2 separate regions of the Mus musculus genome follow, and region 1 is linked to region 2. The links are chromatin contacts, called in public Hi-C maps. All regions are on one chromosome and are shown on one strand. The core of a region is the stretch at or near the end of the contact, and the rest is flanking DNA. Distances in the headings are between cores, read along the strand shown. Region 1 overlaps Hat1 (histone aminotransferase 1). Region 2 has its middle 58 kb from the start of Dync1i2.

Region 1 (2,700 bases), core at 69-2,568, 150 kb after region 2:
GGTTTTTAAATTCAAAATTCAAGATTTTTTGAGTGCCAACATGATACTAAAATTTCAGATTTCTTAAGCATTTTAGATTTAAATTAAGGATTCCAAGTGATAAGTATATAAAAATACTCCAAAACAACATTAATGAAATAAGCCTCGAAAATTTGAAACATTTTTGGTCCTACCCATTTCAGCTAAAGCTGCTCACTCTGTACAAGATACATCCAAGTTAGATATTAAGATTTATTTTACAAAGGCTTGACTGTGGAGCTGGGGTGCTGTAGAGTTCAACGGTATAATGCACTTGGCTAAGATGCATGCGGAGGCCTGGATGATCTGATCCCCGATGTCTCAAAATAAGTAAAGAAAAGAATTTGAATATCTATTTTGGATTATTTGAGCTGATTGCTTTATTACCCAGACTGTCCTGCAGCTTATCATGTAAGCTAGGTGGGCCTTGAATTTGAGAGCCTCCTACCTCAGCCTCAAGTGCTGAGATTCAAAACACTTGTACCATCACAGCTGGCTTAGATGTAGTTTGTTTCTAAAATTAATATTTAATATGTACTAAACTTGATTTGTTTTAAAAATGATCTTTTTTAGAATTTTATCAAATTATTTAAAGAAATGACCACAAAACGTTACTGACAATGGGATGACAAGCTTGTAAAATACACTGATGAGCAGATTTTCTTTTTCGTATAGTATGCTGATTTTATTTGCCCAAGAAGAAAAAAAAATAGAGCTTCCAGAATAGTGAATTGTCTTTTATTAAGAACTACTTACCAGCTGGGAGGTAGTGACATACACCTTTAATCCCAACACTCTGAAGTCAGAGCCAGGTGGATCTCTGTGTTTGAGGTCAGCCTGGTCTACAAAGTGAGTTCCAAGACAGCCAAGGCCACACAGAGAAACCCTGTCTTGAAAAGCCAAAAAAAAAAAAAAGACATGTCTTTCCGCCACTATGGTGTAGAGAATTCTGCTTTGCATGAGAAGTAGTGCATGGGTGCCATTTAAATGCTTTAATACGCTAGAGGAAAAGCATGTTGGGGTTTTGGGTTTTGCTTGTGCTGTGCTGAGAATCATACCTGGGGCCTTGGGCATGCTAGGCAAACATTCTACCACTGAGCTGTTTTAGTAAGGAAAGGGAATCCCACTTTTATAGTGTTGAATTACCTTTCTCTCTGACTCACTGCTGTTAAAACGGGTTGAAACTTAAGAGATAAGGCGTTACTCACTTACTTTCTATCAGCAGTTGGTTGAAAATAGACAGACACTTTCACTACTTTTTGTGACCTGTATGCTTATCAAGACAACACAGTCAGCTACATCACTGCTTTGAGCTGAGCCAAAGTTGCCAGCCTCTGTTCACTGACGGCTTGGGCTTGGTGCTATGTGAGGGGACATTTTTGGTGGTTTTAATCTGGAGTTCACGTAAGTAGTCTTTGTCTGCTGTAGTGGGTAATGTGCCAGCAGGGTTGTTTCTCTGAAGCCTCTTAACTACTTCTTTCTGTCTATTCTAGCCAATAAAGTCCTTGATACTTAGCACCAATTAGCAGATAAAGAATTTTCTTTCTTAAATCTCAGTGAAGAGTCATTAATAATAGTACCCTTTATTCATTGCTATGATTCATTAGAAACTGAAGTCTTGAAAGAGAAAAGGCTAAACATGCTAAAAGGACGTCTGAATTTGACAACTGAGGATCGACCTTTATTTTCAGCATTCACGTTTCTTGGCATAGCAAAATGCTAAAAATGCTTCATTAGCTGCTCTCATTAATATATTTCTCTTAGCTTTCATACCCAGTCTTTAAAAGCATTTAAAAAAAGAAAAATCTTACTGGATTTTGTACTTTTAGTTTTTTGGTTGTCTATTTCTCCATTATTTTATATGTATCAACCTAATGGCTCTTCTGCAAGCTTTGGGTCTCCTTTTGAAATCATGGCTGTTAAAATTGAGGTGGCCTTTGCTTCCTTACATACAGGCAGAAATAATTATAGTTAATACTTCATCGGTAGCTTAGGTTCTAATCTCAGTGGGTACATGTTTGGTATTAAACTTCAATCCATTTCCTTTTTTTTTTTTTAAGCTTAAGATTTATTGACAGACAGTGCCTTATTATATGTACTTTTCTTCTTGAGCCTGTCAGATTCTAGACATATAACATTTGAATACTTCTCAGAACATAGAGTCAACAATTTTGTTTCATTGTACAGTAGAAATTGATTCTGGCTAGAATATACATATATATATCAGCATTATTAATTAATCTACCAATAGTATATTAACAACTAATATATTTGTCCTTTAAAGCCCCTTGTTCTGAAATCATGTTATATAGATTTTTAAAAATATTGTTAATTTTTATATACTTAGTTGGTTTGAATTATCTCATCTTTTTCTTTAAAATATTTTTAATAATGTATCTAATTATACAGAGACTTTTAAATAAACATGATAGAATACTTAATGCTATAAGCTGACCTTACATATATCTATAGATTTATATACAAGCAATTTTGTTTGTTTGTTTGTTTTTGTTTTTTGAGACAGGGTTTCTCTGTGTAGCCCTGGCTGTCCTGGAACTCACTCTGTAGACCAGGCTGGCCTCAAACTCAGAAATCCGCCTGCCTCTGTCTCCCAAGTGCTGGGATTAAAGGGGTGCGCCACCACCGCCCGGCTTATATTCAAGCAAATTTTATCTTCAAATA
Region 2 (2,700 bases), core at 79-2,578:
TCTTCTGCTGAGGCTCCCTCCCAAGTATGTCATGTTGATAGGTGAAGCTATGATAAAATTGGCAAAAATCTTGCTACCGTGACCAGGCCTTTATTAATGGGTTCCATTCCATCAGTGTCTGACTGTAAGTCACGAATTTGTCAGTACACGAAAGGTCGATAGATCTGGAGGACTGCATTTTCCGGAGGCAAAACTTTCTTTGTTTTATTTTGGGATGGGAAGCTAGAATTCTGTTGCCTGTGCTGTGCTTCAAGTCTTGATACTTGTTGCCTGAGCATCCTGAGCAGTTGGAATTACAGGCACATTGCCACGACTTCCTCACATAAGCCTGTCTGCATGAACCTGTTTAAAAGGCCATAAAGCAGGCATTCTCAACCTTCCTAATGCTGCAGCCCATTAATAAAAATGTTTGCCATGCTATGGTGACCCCCAGCCATAAAATTGTTTTTGTTGCTACTTCCTAACTGTAATTTTGCTACTGTTATGAATCACAGTGTAAGTATCTGTTTTCTGATGGTCTTAGGTGACTCCTGTGAAAGGGTCATCCAGCCCCCAAAGGGGTCACAACCCACAGGCTGAGAACCACTGCTGTAGCGTCTCTGTATGAGGGTGATAAGGACCAGGGTGGTGAAGCATGCCTGTACTCCCAGTGTTTAGAAGTTGAAGCTGAAGCAGGAGGATTGCTGCTATAGAAACATTTGGACAGTCTCTTGAGTCAAAAGGCACAAATATAATATCAGGAGCAAGAAGAAATGTCATAGACATTGATCAATATTTCCTAAATCTAAGTTAATTTTTATTTTGAATCATAATCCAAGAACTGAAGTCCTCGAAATCTGAAGAATTGATGGAACAAGGAAAAATACTAGAGACTTCCAGAAACTGTCAAGCACTGAATGAGAAGAAGAAAAAGACAAGAGATCATATTTAAAAGAGAGTCATATTTAAAAAAGATATCATATAAGAGTCATACTTAAAACACAGAGAAAAATCAGGATACAATTAACAATTGGCTTAGTATTTAAAACAGTATCAGAAACAGGACTACATTCCAAATGTTTTCAGAAAAAGCCTGTCTACCAAGAGTTTTATATCTAGCAAAGTCATCTTCCAAAACCCAAGAGGAAATTGCATGGCAGAATAATGACTGGAAATATACATTGGTAGCCATCCTGCTTTTCAATTGCTAAAGGAAATGCTGTCTGAAAAATGGCATAGAGGGGCTCATAGTCACGAGAGAGGACGACGGGAAAACCTGAGGGGAAGACTAAAGACTCAGTGCATGTTTTCTTCAGTAGATGTAAAATATAACTTCAAGGCACAGTGATGTGAAGGGTGGAGTCATGACTACAGATAAGCACAGAGCACGGGAATGGGGGTGGGGACAACTGTCTTAGAAGAATGACTTTTATTTTACTGAAATATATCTCACTGGAAATAGAAGATTGTTATAAATTAATGTATTTATTATAAGCTCTAATCATTAAGGAGATAACTTGAAAACTCAAAGTTTAAATGATATACCATAAAATATATATTTTACAAAAAGTTCATAAAGGAAGAGAGGGTAGTGTGTCTGCAGCTCAGGGGCAGAATGTTCCCTTAGTTTGTCAAGTCCCTGGGTTCAATACTCAGCACTAAAAGGAGGAGGAGGGAGGAAAGAAGGAGAAGAAAATAAAGGAAAGAGAGGAAGGGAGGGAGAGAGGAGAGGGAAGGAAAGAAAAGGAGGAAAGGCAGATGTGGGAAACAAAACCATTGACTGCAAGGCTGAAAGATGAGACCAGGATTGGTACACTAATGCGAGTTGTATCTTGAGCATGATGGCACAGTTCTGGGCAAGGTGGCATCCACTTAACAATTCCCAGAAATTAAGTCAAGAAGAGTGAGAGCTCTGGCCAGCCCAGGTTAACCAGTGAGACCCTGTCTCAAACACTAAGGGCTAGGAATGTGACTGAATGCAGAAGGGCTTGCCTACCATGCACAGATATTGTAGTGAACCCCTAACACTGCATGCACATGCATGTGCACACACACAAATGCACATGCACACACAGAGAGATTATCTATAGTATTCAAATGCATGAGTTTCCTAAAAGCACATATAACAAGAGATGTACACGACTCCTTTGGTGAGCACAAACTTTTATTAAGACATGAAAAATATTTAAGTAGAGATATAGTATGTTCCTGGATCAGAAGCCCCCATCATGACACAGATTCTTCCAAAGCAGCTTATAGATTCATTACTGTTTAAATTATCAGTGCTTTTAAAACGGTTTTGATAAGCTGATAAAATATACATAGAAGAGCGAAGAACCAGGAAGAATCATAGCTCTCAAACAACAGGAGAGACGAGTACCACACTGTGTATCAGGAGCGTGCATTGTACTGGATACAGAAATGAACAGAGTAGGGCGAGAACCTGCATCTAAGACAGGAGAGCCCTACAGCAAGGAGCCCAGAGACAGTGAAGCCCAGGCTGATTCTTAGTGAACAACAACGATGATGCTCCAGAGCCGCTGGGAAAGGACAGGCGTTCAATAAACAGTGCTGGCAAGCCTGGCTGCCAATCAGAGAAACAAAGGTCTGCCCCACATTGCCAGAGACACGAGGAGAGGTCCAAACTGCATGGAACCTGAATGTGAAAGGCAACACTCTAAACTGTATAACAAGAAAATAACTTTATCATTTTTACCTAGA

The links. Hi-C and Micro-C count contacts between places; a contact is called where the count stands out from the background.
Region 1: a contact with region 2 is called in a Hi-C map of the G1E-ER4 cell line, with 2.2 times the contacts expected there. The contact joins two enhancer-like sites. A contact is called at or near these places in 1 of 15 datasets of contacts at CTCF or cohesin (large pre-B cells), 10 of 484 Hi-C or Micro-C datasets (B cells, the G1E-ER4 cell line, bone marrow-derived macrophages and 4 more), 1 of 115 datasets of contacts at active chromatin or transcription factors (embryonic stem cells) and 4 of 9 other capture datasets (adipose tissue, embryonic trunk, liver and 1 more).

What each region holds. Positions count from the first base shown.
Region 1 is chr2:71,423,408-71,426,107 of GRCm38.p6, forward strand. The region is part of intron 8 of Hat1 (histone aminotransferase 1); the gene reads left to right. Among named protein-coding and RNA genes, the nearest start is that of Metap1d, 29 kb to the right of the region's middle. Within about 2 kb of position 1,319, at least 4 of the 459 cell types and tissues checked have an H3K27ac peak or open chromatin away from gene starts, as enhancers often do. A contact at or near this core is called in the G1E-ER4 cell line, where this site is marked.
Region 2 is chr2:71,268,938-71,271,637 of GRCm38.p6, forward strand. No RefSeq gene overlaps it. Among named protein-coding and RNA genes, the nearest start is that of Dync1i2, 58 kb to the left of the region's middle. Within about 2 kb of position 1,329, at least 8 of the 459 cell types and tissues checked have an H3K27ac peak or open chromatin away from gene starts, as enhancers often do. A contact at or near this core is called in the G1E-ER4 cell line, where this site is marked.